2 separate regions of the Mus musculus genome follow, and region 2 is linked to region 1. Evidence: chromatin contacts called from public HiChIP or PLAC-seq data. All regions are on one chromosome and are shown on one strand. The core of a region is the stretch at or near the end of the contact, and the rest is flanking DNA. Distances in the headings are between cores, read along the strand shown. Region 1 has its middle 22 kb from the start of Cacybp. Region 2 overlaps Rabgap1l (RAB GTPase activating protein 1-like).

Evidence for each region. HiChIP or PLAC-seq counts read pairs in DNA pulled down with a chosen protein or histone mark.
Region 2: a contact with region 1 is called in an H3K27ac HiChIP or PLAC-seq map of the HPC-7 cell line, with 11 times the contacts expected there. The contact joins two enhancer-like sites. A contact is called at or near these places in 8 of 39 promoter capture datasets (the C10 cell line, the HPC-7 cell line, HPC-7-derived erythroid cells and 4 more), 2 of 15 datasets of contacts at CTCF or cohesin (large pre-B cells and pro-B cells), 16 of 484 Hi-C or Micro-C datasets (the CH12 cell line, the G1E-ER4 cell line, the HPC-7 cell line and 10 more), 11 of 115 datasets of contacts at active chromatin or transcription factors (the 230-238 cell line, the HPC-7 cell line, double positive thymocytes and 7 more) and 3 of 9 other capture datasets (adipose tissue, liver and pancreatic islet).

Annotation. Positions count from the first base shown.
Region 1 is chr1:160,231,840-160,237,950 of GRCm38.p6, forward strand. It overlaps a transcript of Rabgap1l not described here. Among named protein-coding and RNA genes, the nearest start is that of Cacybp, 22 kb to the left of the region's middle. Within about 2 kb of position 2,167, at least 109 of the 459 cell types and tissues checked have an H3K27ac peak or open chromatin away from gene starts, as enhancers often do. A contact at or near this core is called in the HPC-7 cell line, where this site is marked.
Region 2 is chr1:160,322,298-160,328,847 of GRCm38.p6, forward strand. All of the region lies in intron 19 of Rabgap1l (RAB GTPase activating protein 1-like), which reads right to left. Among named protein-coding and RNA genes, the nearest start is that of Mir1927, 30 kb to the left of the region's middle. Within about 2 kb of position 3,329, at least 16 of the 459 cell types and tissues checked have an H3K27ac peak or open chromatin away from gene starts, as enhancers often do. A contact at or near this core is called in the HPC-7 cell line, where this site is marked.

The sequences.
Region 1 (6,111 bases), core at 917-3,416:
CCAGCCTGGTACTTAATTGAGAACATATCTAAAGACAGAGCAGAGTTTCTTTACTAGGAAACAGAATGAATGGTGACTTAACTGTTTATCAGTTCACAGAGCACACTAGCATGTCGGGTCCTAGGAGATGTTTTTGCAAGTGAGCAGCACTGCAAACAGTCATTTCTGAAATGAGGAGAAGGCCTGCAAGCTCCGTGTGGGAAGCCTGACCTAATCAGGAGAGACATTCAGCACAGAAGTGGGTTCTTGCTGTCACCAGCTTTCTGTGGCTAGCAATAATGAATTCAGAGCCTCTCCGCGGAACCACCTATTAAATCTCTATTGAGAGCTACTTCATACTATGAATTCAGTACAAAGAATTATAAACTAGCAACAATTCCCGCTGGGCCATAGAATTTCTCTTTTCAATCACAAAAGTTTCCTTAAGTATCATAGTGAATAAAGTGCTTCAGTTCCTTCATGACTAAGCAGTGCTAGGCTACAGTAATCAAATGAACACAATAGGTGTGCAGGGTGCAGAACTGAACAGCACCTGGCCAGTAGGAAACACATGTTTAATAAAAACCTATTTAATGATTGATTCTGACATAAGGTGTTGGTAAGTACTGAAACAAGTCAAAAGAAATGCTTTCTGGGGTGAAAATATTTAAAAAGTAGAATGTTAAATCTATTGTCTGAAATAAGAATCTTTTCTTTTACAAAAATGAATGAAAATAAATCTTAAACATATGAAACAAAATAGACACATGAATGAAAAGTAAGAGTTGTCAAATTTCAAAGTATACACTGGACTCGTGACATGTATAACCCACCTAGATTTATTTATTTTATGTATGTGCACATTTGCCTGGGTGTATGTGTGTGCCACATGTGTGCCTGGTGTCCACAGAACTAAAAAAAAAAAAAAAAAAAGCATTGGATCCCAGAGAGCTGGATCACAGATGTCTGTGAGCCACCATGTGGGCACTGGCAAGAGAACCCGGGTCTTTTTTGTAAGAGCAACAACTATTTCTAACTGACGAGCCTTCTCTCTAGCCCTGCCAAAAAAAAATAAAAAATAAAATAAAAACTTGTAGTTAATATATCAAAGAAATTAAGGGCTGCAGAGATGTTCAGTCCATAGTAGGGATTGCTGAGCAAGCGTCAAGGACCTGAGTTCAAAGCCTATGTTCAAAGCCTAGTGTGGCTGTGCACCTGGAATACACTGGCCACCTATTGCAAAATGTGTCAATTAAAATGTATTTGTCAGAAGAACGAAGACCAAAGTGTGGACACTTTACCCTTTCTTAGAAATGGGAACAAAACACCCATGGAAGGAGTTACAGAGACAAAATTTGGAGCTGTGATGAAAGGATGGACCATCTAGTGATTGCCATATGCAGGGATCCATCCCATAATCAGCTTCCAAATGCTGACACCATTGCATACACTAGCAAGATTTTGCTGAAAGGACCCAGATATAACTTGCTTTTGTGAGACTATGCCGGGGCCTAGCAAACACAGAAGTGGATGATCACAGTCAGCTACTGGATGGGTCACACGGCCTCCAATGCAGGAGCTAGAGAAATTACCCAGGGAGCTAAAGGGAACTGAAACCCTATAGGTGGAACAACAATATGAACTAACCAGTACCCGGGAACTCTTGTCTTTAGCTGCATATGTATCAAAAGATGGCCTCGTCGGCCATCACTGCAAAGAGAGGCCCATTGGACTTGCAAACTTTATATGCCCCAGTACAGGGGAACGCCAGGGCCAAAAAGGGGGAGTGGGTGGGTAGGGGATGGGGGGGTATGGGGGACCTTTGGGATAGCATTGAAAATGTAAACGAGGAAAATACCTAATAAAAAAATAAATTAAAAAAATGTATTTGCATGTAATGACAGGTTACAAGGGCTCACAGTCTTTATGTTCCCTGAGCTGATTTCCATCTAATTACCCCACAAACATCTCAGAATTAGTTTTGCCCTTTCTAGCAAAACCAACCAACCAACCCAAAGCAAACCCCATGTCTCTTCTGTTTTAACTATTACTATTTTGGCTTTAGAATCTACTTCTTCTCATTTTTAGTCTGATCTGTGTTCCTGTCTGGGGACCTCTGCCACTGGCTCCATATTCCTCACAACATCTAAACAGTGCCAATAGCACATCCACCAGCAGCTACTTCTACTCAAAACATCCTGTTTCAAACACAATATAAACCCCAACTCTTCAGCCCAGGACAGCCTGGGCCCCTGGGGGTTTTTGTTTCACTTCTGCATTTGAATCTCTTGCCAAATGAAATACTTTTCTGCTCACTCATCCCTCTTTCCACCATTTTCCATCTGGCTTTCCTCCAAATCCACACTCTGCCTTGCCCAGCCTTCAAAGTACAAGTCAAACCATAACATGTTCCTAGAAGGTTTCCTGCACTTGCTCTGGGAGCACACACACTGACAGACAAGGGATACTTCCTGGGTCCCTTGTAAAAGTATCTTTTATTCTGCTGAAATAACTGTCTCAGAGGCTTACTGCTTCAGTCTGCTAATTAGGGCCTATCCTGAAAGCTTCTAGCCTCTAAGCAATCTAATCTAGGTTTAGAATGTTTCAGCCTTGGATACTTACTGCTAAATAAGCTCACCCTTTCCTACTTCTTTCTGAACTCTGGCCGGTTGGTTCAACTCTGGCTTAAACTCCTCTCCAAGCTGACTGATTCAATCTCCCTCCTCCCCCTCTGCTTCTCCTGAATGAATCGCTCTGCTTGGTCTCAAACTAACATTAGCAATCTGTTCTAATCTTTTGGCTTCTCCTGTCTTCATGTGTGTCTCTTCAATTGTCTCTAAAACTCTCCCTGTAAAATTACCTCCTACTGTCCTTTCTCTCTCTGGACTGCTCTTTTACATAGCTTCCCTTTCCTCTCCCTCCTGAGAGCTGGGCATAGCCTATTCTGTCAAATCTTTCTCTGATTTGTCACTTTGTCTGCCACTCAACTAGAGATCATTTTTCAAACATGGGTGCTTCCTTCTACAAACTAACTTTATCATCACTGTTTGGGATTAAAGGTGTATGCTAAGGGCTGAGCCACACCACAACTAAAAACAGTGGTTTTTTTTTTTTTTCCAATAAGTAACACAATCACAGGTTCACAGTGTAATGAAATATTCTGCAATAGTTCCTTATGTCTATGTACAGGAATTACCCCCTCTCCATCCTAAAAGCAGCTAGAGGGTGGTGTGAAAGCAAGCATTTCTAATGCTAGCACTAGAGAGCTGAGGCAGAATTAAGGGTTTCAGGCGCCTCAAAACAACAACAAAAATATTTTTAAAAACACAACAAAAAATACTTTCTAGAGGAGAAAAAGTAGACCAATTCATTTTATGATTCCCATGAAGTATCAATCAAGCTTCACCACCAGAAAGCATTAAATAAACACAATGCTATCACAAAAGGTGGAAGGCAGCTCTGAAACCTCATTTTGAATACACACTGAATGAACAGGAGGGATATTTACACACACATACACACATCATGTATGTATGTATGTACACGTGTGTGTATGTACACATGTGTGTATTGTGTATGTGCATATGCATGTATGTGTATGCATGTCTATGTAAATATGTGTATATTTATGTGTGTTACATTTATACATTTATTACCATGGATCTACAGCCTCAGCCTTGAGATAGTTTTATGAAAAGATGTTCCTAATGTATAAATGGACTAAGACCTTCCTAAAAAAAAATAGAAATTACACAATTTATCCCTTTTAAATTTTATTTATATAGTATTTGTTTATATAACGATGTAAACACAATACAATCCTTATCTCTAGTTAGTATAATTAAGGGAGGTTTGTTTTATATTTTTCTGCATGTAACCAATTTTTTACAAAACATTTCACTTGTATGCATAAAAACACTTTATAAAACATGCACATGTGAGATGCCAATGTCCTTTCTACGCTGATGTTGATGTTCCAAGGAAACTCTCTGATCAGAAAATAGCACATAGCACTGTCAATTCTGAAAGCCTAGAACATAAATAAGTATTCCACTCAGAGTCTTCTTAGGATGAGGGGTCCTTGCCATCTCCAGCTACCAACAAGAAGGACACGAAGACAGAGGACAGAGCAGGACCTGGAGTGAAGGCTTTCTAGGACCACCCTGCTGATGGAGCTAGGAACACCTTCAGGTGCAGACAGCTCTCTAGTAAAGAAGCATTCTAAAGTCCACAGACAGCCAGGCGTGGTGGCGCACGCCTTTAATCCCAGCACTCGGGAGGCAGAGGCAGGCGGATTTCTGTGTTTGAGGCCAGCCTGGTCTACAGAGTGAGTTCCAGGACAGCCAGGGCTACACAGAGAAACCCTGTCTCGAAAAACCAAAAAAAAAAAAAAAAAAAAAATCCACAGACAATTTTTGGCCAGTACTGGTTTGCAGTGGGCAAGTCTACATAACCAGCCTTGGGGGACCATGAGAGCTGATCAAAACATTCTCCCCTAGCCACTGCCCATTCAATATCGTGTCTAGGCTCTGAAAAGAGGCAAATGTTAGCAGAGTGACCTACTAGAAAAGAGTCTCAATGGGACTGTTTCCAATCCCATAGGAGCTGCACAACGCTAAAATACCCCAACAGTGTGTACTCGTCAACTAAGTGACAAGTTATCTGCCTATTCCAGAGTAGAGAATAAGTAAGACGCTGTTCTTCATAAATCTAGAAATCATCTCTGAAAACACAAACAAACAAAATACCATAAGTAAAAGTAATTGCTTTTATAGAAAAAAATTAAAAGCCCACAGTGTCACATTACCTGTTTATACTCAGCAATGATAGCTGTTGTCTTCTTTATCTCATATTCTGCCTTTTCTAACTGTTTCCTGAAGACTTCTTTTAGCTTAAAAAAAAAATAAGGCCAGTCAAACTTGGTATTTTTTTTATGATTTTTAAATTTGTGTATGTGGGTACGTATGCATGTGTGCCAGCAAAGGTCAGGAGAGGGTGTTGGAGTCCCTAGACTTAAGAGTTGCAGCTGGTTGTAAATCTCCCTTTGGATGCTGGGAACTCTGGTCCTCTGTAAGAGCAGCAAGTGCTCTTATCTGCTGAGCCATGTCTCTAGACCTTCAATCAAAATGTTAATCAATGTCCATAAATATCTATATTCAAGTTTTCTTGATCTTCATAGTTTAAAGCCTACCACTTACGGAGATGAAGAAGGCTTTCTTTTCTATAAAGTGGAGGACATACAAGGGGCCCTATAATAAATGTGCTTCTGCTTTCCAAGTGCTTGATAATTGTACTGCTGAGTGTCAGTTCAGAAGCTGGCATCATTGTAAGTCTACAACAAAGTGCTAGGGTGATATTGTGTTTTAAGTGTGCTACTGTTAATGCTATACTTTGGTCTTCGTGTCTACAGTCCCATGGCTGCCGCTATTGCAGGGGTAAGAGGCTTTAGGTTAGGAAGGAATGGAAGGTAAGAGATCTTCCACAGACTGGAGGTTCAAAGAGCCAGACAAAAGGGAAAGAGTGACACAGCACAGGGTATTTGTTTCCATGGGTGAAATGCTCAACTACAAATATTCTATTTGCAGCCACGTTGTTGTTTTGCCAGCAGCTATAGAATCCTAGGTTAGAGGAAGGTTAGGTGATGAAAGGTGTGGGTACTGGGGTTCTGTTAGGTTGATGGCCACACAGGAATGTAAGCAAACAACCCAGCTCTGGTTAGTCTTTCAACACACACAGAATAAAAAGATGAATTACTAGGGCTGAAGAGACGGCTCAGCGGTTAAAAGCATAATGTTCCTGTAGAGAACCTGAGTTTAGTTCCTAGCACTCAGGTTGGGAGGCTCACAACTGTCTGTAACTCCAGCTCTAGGGGACCCAACACCCTCCTCTGGCCTCTGTGAGTACACACATATACGTGACATACACCCACAAACAAACACACATACACATAAAGGTAAAACAATCTTCTTTAAAAAAACAAAAAGATGAATTCTTCCTATTCATAATTTGAGATGCTGACATAAAGAATCATCTTTTTAACATATTTCAATGGAAAACAATCACAGAACTTTTCTTTGTAGGCCTTGGAAGGTGCTAATGACACACCTCTCCACGTGTGACTTCACTGACACT
Region 2 (6,550 bases), core at 2,079-4,578, 92 kb after region 1:
AAGGCTGGTTGCCAGACTTTGAGGGTAGAGAGCAATGGGAAGATATTGGTCTAAGGGCACAAACTCTCAGTTATAACACAGTCTGTTCCCACATCCCAAGTACTAAGATTGCAGGCATGTGCCATGATGCCCTGTCTGAATGGTTAGATTTTGAGGATGAAAAGTACAGTATGGTGATTATCACTGGAACCATGTTGTCTACTGAAATTGTTAGAGAGTAGATAGTTCTACCATGTACACATATGTATGTTCATGTGTGTGTTTGTGTGTGAATAGAGGTACAACCACAGTGCATGTGAAGAACAAAAACAACCCTGGGTGTGAGTCTGCTTTCCCCTCAGTGAGATCTATTGATCAGTGCGGTGTGCACAAGGCCTGTGAGCTCCAGGATTCTCCTGTCGTTACCTTCCGTCTGTCCACAGACACACTGGTATTACAGTGCTGTGGGGTGGCTTTATGTAGTAACCCAGAGGACCTGAACTCAGGTCCTCATGCTTATGTGGCCCAGTGAGCTACCTCCCCAGACTTCCTTTCCTGTTTTGTTTTGTTTTGTTTTGTTTTGTTTTGTTTTGTTTTGTTTTGTTTTGTTTTTATTTGAGATGGCATCTTGCTATGGACCCACCCCCATAAAATTGCCATAAATTTCTGTATGCCAGGTTGTCTGGCCTTCAGCTTACAATCCTCCTGCCTCAGCTTCCAGATACTATAATTGCAGGCATGTGCCACTATGCCTAGCTATTTCACTTTTTATTATTGTATTCGAAACCATATGTATATGGAACCAGGTAACAATTCCCAATCCCTTTATTCACTAAATGATTTCCTCCTTGTGTTCCCCCAAATCCTACCTACACAGTGGAGACTGAGCCCAGGTTGCTATAATAGACAAGTATTGAGCATTGAGCTTCATCCTCAAACTGTTGTTGTTGTTTTATTTTAAGACACGGTATAACTAAGTTGCCCAAGTTGGGGTTGCAGGTAAAGACAATCAGGCCAGTTTTCCTAAAATACTTTTAAAGTCTACTTTGAATAGAACTTAATGGAGAAACTAGATGAAGCCAGCTTTTACAAATAATCACAGGGAAACATATTAGTGACGAATATCATAATGGGAGAGAAAGAAGTGTTTTGTTTCTGGGATGTAATTGGCCTTGAATTCTGTAATCAATATGCCATGTGACATACTTTATTTTAAGACAGCAGCATGGGAGAGAAGCCAAATCTACTTAAACTTCTTTTACAGCATTTTAAATCACACTGCTAAGAATTGCTATTTATGAAAGAATTATTCAAACTGTGTGTATGGTGCTGGGAATCAAACTTGGTGCTAGACACTTGCTAGGCTACTGCTCATACAGAATGAAGTCAGCAGCCATACTCAAATTATTCAAACTGAACTCCTTAGATGGGGCACTTGTTATCAGATAGTGGGTGGCTGGGTGCTTTTCTTTTTTATAGTAATAACAGTAATAATAATGCCTCTGACAAAACCCAATTTTGTTGTGAAGGTCCGATTGTCTGGGTTAAGAATAAAAGAGTCAACAAGCAATACATAATGATATACATGCAGGTTCAAGATTTTAATGGCCCGTAGTTTTACAACCTATTATAATTTTTATCAATGGGCTATAGCAATAGTATAAATTTTATATATATAATGAAAACACGTGCATTTGTCTACACACAGAGAGAGAGAGAGAGAGAGAGAAAATAGAGAGAGAGAGAGAAAATCCAACACCTTTAAAAAATACAACCTTCAGAATCATGTGTTTTCAAAGCACTTTGACTTGAACCTTTCTTTTAAAAACATTATGCCATTTAAATTTTCTTTCCCAAGAGTTTTTGTCTTTAGCGGGTACAGAAAGCAAGGCTGAAAAGGCAGAATTCAGGAATCTAAGAAATGACAGATTTGGACCCAGGTGGTATAAGGGCTGGGCGAGCCTTCTGGGTCCTCTAACTCAGCTGCTTTAATACCACAGTTCCCAAACCACAGAGCTTCACAGTGGTCAACTTCAGATGAAAACCAGCCTTGGTGGTCCTTAAGGCCCCAAGGAAAGCTAAAAACATGGCTTGCTTTTGGCCTGTCTATAGGACAGTTACTCTTAATGTTGTTCCTACAGTTACTCTATATAGGATGGCTGGAAGTTGTCTCATATGGGTGCTGGGAACTGAATTGGGGTCTCCTGAAAGAACAGCAAGTGTGCTTAAGCAGTGAGCCATCTCTCTAGGCAGGAGCCTTCATTTTTAAAAGGCAGGAAGTTTTATTTCAAATTCACTAGTGGAATCTATAAATATGTTGCTCATTTCCTGATTGCATAGGCTATTAAGGGTCTAATCTATTTCCTGAGCTGAAAGTAGCTAATGGGCAAATATTACAACAGTAATCATCAGGTGAGAAGGGTATTTGGCATCTATTCACCAAAAACATGTTCTCGGTCATAATTCCCTTTGGCAGTGTGTATAGCTTCTAAGGGAATCATCTCACTTTTAACAATGAGAGGTCTCTGCTTAATAAAGCCTGGTGCTGCACTACCCTGAGTGTCTTAGCAATAAGAGCACTCTTATGTGAGGTTGTTGAACCTTAACTCGTGGGTAATATGGGACCTGAAGTGTACTACTTTCTTCCCAACAAGCAGTTTATTAGATAAACAAACAAGCAAACATACAGGCCTTGTTCAAACCATAAGAAGCCTGAGGTTTCTGTGGGATTGGAAATGGGGGCAGGAGAAAAGCTGAGTGTGCACGTGCTTGCCAAGGAGGCCTGAGGACCTGGGTCTGACCACAGCATCCCTGCAGAAAGCGTCCACAGTGGGTCCTGCTGAGTGAGTGTCGGCATGGACGGCAGGCAGGCAGGCGAATCCTGAAGGCTTACTGGTCCTTCAGTTATACTGAAACAGCTTTCTTCAGGGTCAGGGAGACTCTCTATTTTTTTGTTCATTTATTTGTTTGTTTGGTTGTTTGTTTTTCCCCAAGATAGAATTTCTCTCTGTAGTCCTGGCTGTCCTGGAACTCACTTTGTAGACCTGGCTAGCCTCAAACTCACAGATCCACCTGCCTCTGCCTCCTGAGAACTGGGATTAAAGTCATTCACCACCACTGCCTGGAGAGAATCCCTAGCTCAAACCTGTAGAATGGTAGAGGAAGATACCTGACACCTACCTCTGTCTTCCATACGAATATGCATGGCACATGCATACATACTACATGGACACTCATACATAGAGATGGAATGCGTAATGTGCCTCCTTTTTATAATACTGCCCCACAGCACAGGCTTCTGTGAAAAACTCAACTACAACTGAACGTCACTGTTCTTCCCAGGAGCTTATCTCTACGACTTTATCTCGGTCACTGAGCAGCAAACCCCACCCATCTGTGATGGGGTCAGAGGGGCCAGACAGCAGCTGGTTTTGTATTTGACCTAGGAAAAATACTATTCTGAAGACAAACACTCAAGAGGAAAACCACAAATGTGGCTGCTACCAAGGATCACAGGGAGCCATCAGCATCCCCCACCGACCCACCCCCTCGGCAAAGTTCAACTGATACCTCTGGAAACAATCTACCAGAGCCAGGGCTGGGCACTGGGGCAAAGCTAGCTTTCAGGAGCTCATTTCACAGGACTGTCCCAGGAGACACCTCTACTTTTGAAACTGAGCCCATTGGGTTTAATTTCTTTTAAACCATTATCTACAAAGCATGGCCTATACAGAAGACACAGCTCCGTGCAAGGTAGAATTTGACACATAAAATGATTACTGGTCTTCAAACACCAGGCAGATTTCTTTCAAGTAGCAATCTTAACATATGATAGAAATTATTACCCTTCCATATTTGGATCTCCATCAGTGATAAAGGTATTTTATATGTGTTGGCACACAGCATTAAGATAACTTCTTCAACAATATGGTTAGTAGATTGACACTTTGTCATTGTTATGTCAATACTGCCCTGTTTTCTGTAGTCTTCACTTTTTACTACTGCTTTGAAGCAATCTTCACACACACCCCCAGATTTGATCTTGTTTAACATTAAAGATGCAATCTCAACTGGTCAGTGGTGGCGCATGCCTTTAACCCCAGCACTTGGGAGGCAGAGGCAGGTGGATTTCTGAGTTTGAGGCCAGCCTGGTCTACAGAGTGAGTTTTAGGACAGCCAGGGCTACACAGAGAAATCCTGTCTTGAAAAACAAACAAAACAAACAAAAAAAGAAAAAAAGAAAAAGAAAAGAACAAAGAAAGACCTTTAAAAAAAGATGCAATCTCTACCTTTTGGTCTCGATTTGTTTTGGATGTTATTTGGGAGAGTCTTCACTGGCCCCTGCTAGGCTTCTTTAAGGATACTGAAGGCCTAGGATGTGCCTATGGACATTGTTGGCATTGTTTCTCTGAGAACTCTGTCATCTCTGTTTGAGTTGAACAGCCATGGGCACTTTTATCATGTGCATTTCTCTGGCCCTTCAACACATGTGGGGTTTTTTGGGCTACATATATTTCCTGCTTTCTTTGACATGAGGACTATATTCTTTGTCTTTTGTCCTAGCACATTTGTGTGATTTTGAAGGGAGAAGAATGATGTTTTGAATTTTGCCACTTAGAAATTAGAATCTAGAATTTAAATCTGGCCATGTCTCCTCACAATCTTATGCCTTACTTATTCTCTTTGACCAAAGTATACATGCTTCTGTGCCCTGCCAATATACTTGATAACAGCATATTCTAATTCCTAGTATCCAAAATATGGACGGTGTTCTCTTTTTGGAAAATTTTAAAACACTATTTGTTTAGTGTGTGTGTGTGTGTGTGTGTGTGTGTGTGTGTGTGTGTGTGTGCATGAGGGTGTAGGTATGGCAATCAAAGGACAACTTGTAGGAGTTGGTTCTCTCCTACCAGTATGTGGGTCCTGGCGACTCAAACAATGGTTGTCAGGCTTGATAGCAAGTGCCTTTGCTTGTTAAGCCATCTCATTAGTCCAGCAGAGTCTTTGTTACAGCCCAGACTGCCCTGAAAGTTATGATACTCATGCTTCAGCCTCCAGAGAACGAGTATGGCAGGCATACTCTAGCTAAAGAAGGCAGAGTCTATGGTGTTCCTTTCAAATTATTTCATATGTCCTGGGGTTGTTTTATACCCTTTTCATGTTCTACTAGAAAATTCTGGAAATCCTATTCTCTGTAACAGATTTCTTTCTTTCTACAATTTGGTCTGCCTAAAAGGATTCTTTCTAAACCCAGTGGACTCCAAACAATTTTATTAACAAGGGAAAAAAATCACTTTAATAAGGATTATAATTTTTCCATTTATTTATTCATTTTGCATGTATGGGAGTGGTGAGGTAGGCACATCCATTCTGCCACAGTTTATGTACAGAGGTCAGAGGACAACTTCCTGTTCTCTCCTTTACTCATGTGAGTTCTTGGCATGGAGCTCAGCCATCAGGCTGGGTGGCAAGGCAAGTCCTTCACCCACGAGTCATCTACTTGGCCTCTAGGACATTCTTAACAAATCCTCAGCTGGTGAAGTCCTATTATTCTTTTATGACTTAACTTTAAATGCCACCTTTTCAGAATTTTTTCCTTCATTCCTTAAACTAAATTAGATTACATTATTATTTTTGTCTGTTAACAACCTCCCCTTTTCCTTCCTGTCCTTATGATTTCTATATATACACTGTTTATATTCTTTCCTGTTACCCTGCAAACTTCAGGAAAACAGGAATATTTTCTATTCTGATCATTGCCAAGTAGAATGCCTACTAAAGTAGCAGGATATAATAAACATTAAATACCAACTAATAAAGAATGGATTACATAGCAGCATACGCTTGTTGTATTACAGTAGTTTTAAATACATTTTGCAGTTGATAAATACTGGTAATATTAAACAAATTTGAAAAAGTTACTTTTTTCTACAACTATTCACTGCAGCCTTAGATAAATATAAACAAAAGTCCAAGAGAGATAGCAAATCACAGATGCAGGAACTACATGGCCTAGATCTAAAAAACGGACTATTAGCCAAGTAGCTTTTATTAGGGCTTTAACACTCTGTGCCCAATCTATAAAACTGTGTCCGTAAAAGTACCCATTTTATGGCATTACTTTGGTTATACATGTACCAGACTTCCAAATAGCACAATATAACTACTTTGTTGTCATTGCAAAGTTAATGTTAAGTAATGCAGTACTTCAACAAAACCACTGCTGTTTCCCATTTCCAGCTGCATTTTTCTCCAAATTGTGTGTGTGTATGTGTGTGTGTGTGTGTGTGTGTGTGTGTGTGTGTGTGTGTGTGTGTAAAATCTTGTGTGCCCAGTCCAACTCCTCGCTCTTTTATACTAAGTTCTGGACTAGTTAAGGTAAAAGTCATTAGGGACTAGGAAGACAGCTCGGTTGGTAACATGCTTGCCATGAAAGCATGAGGACCTGAGTTTGATCTCCAGAATCCATATAAAAAGTTGGTGAGGTGGACCATCTTTGTAATCTAAGTGTTGGGGACGTGGAGACAAGTGGACTGTTAGGGCTTGTTGGCCAACCAGACTAGCCTAATTG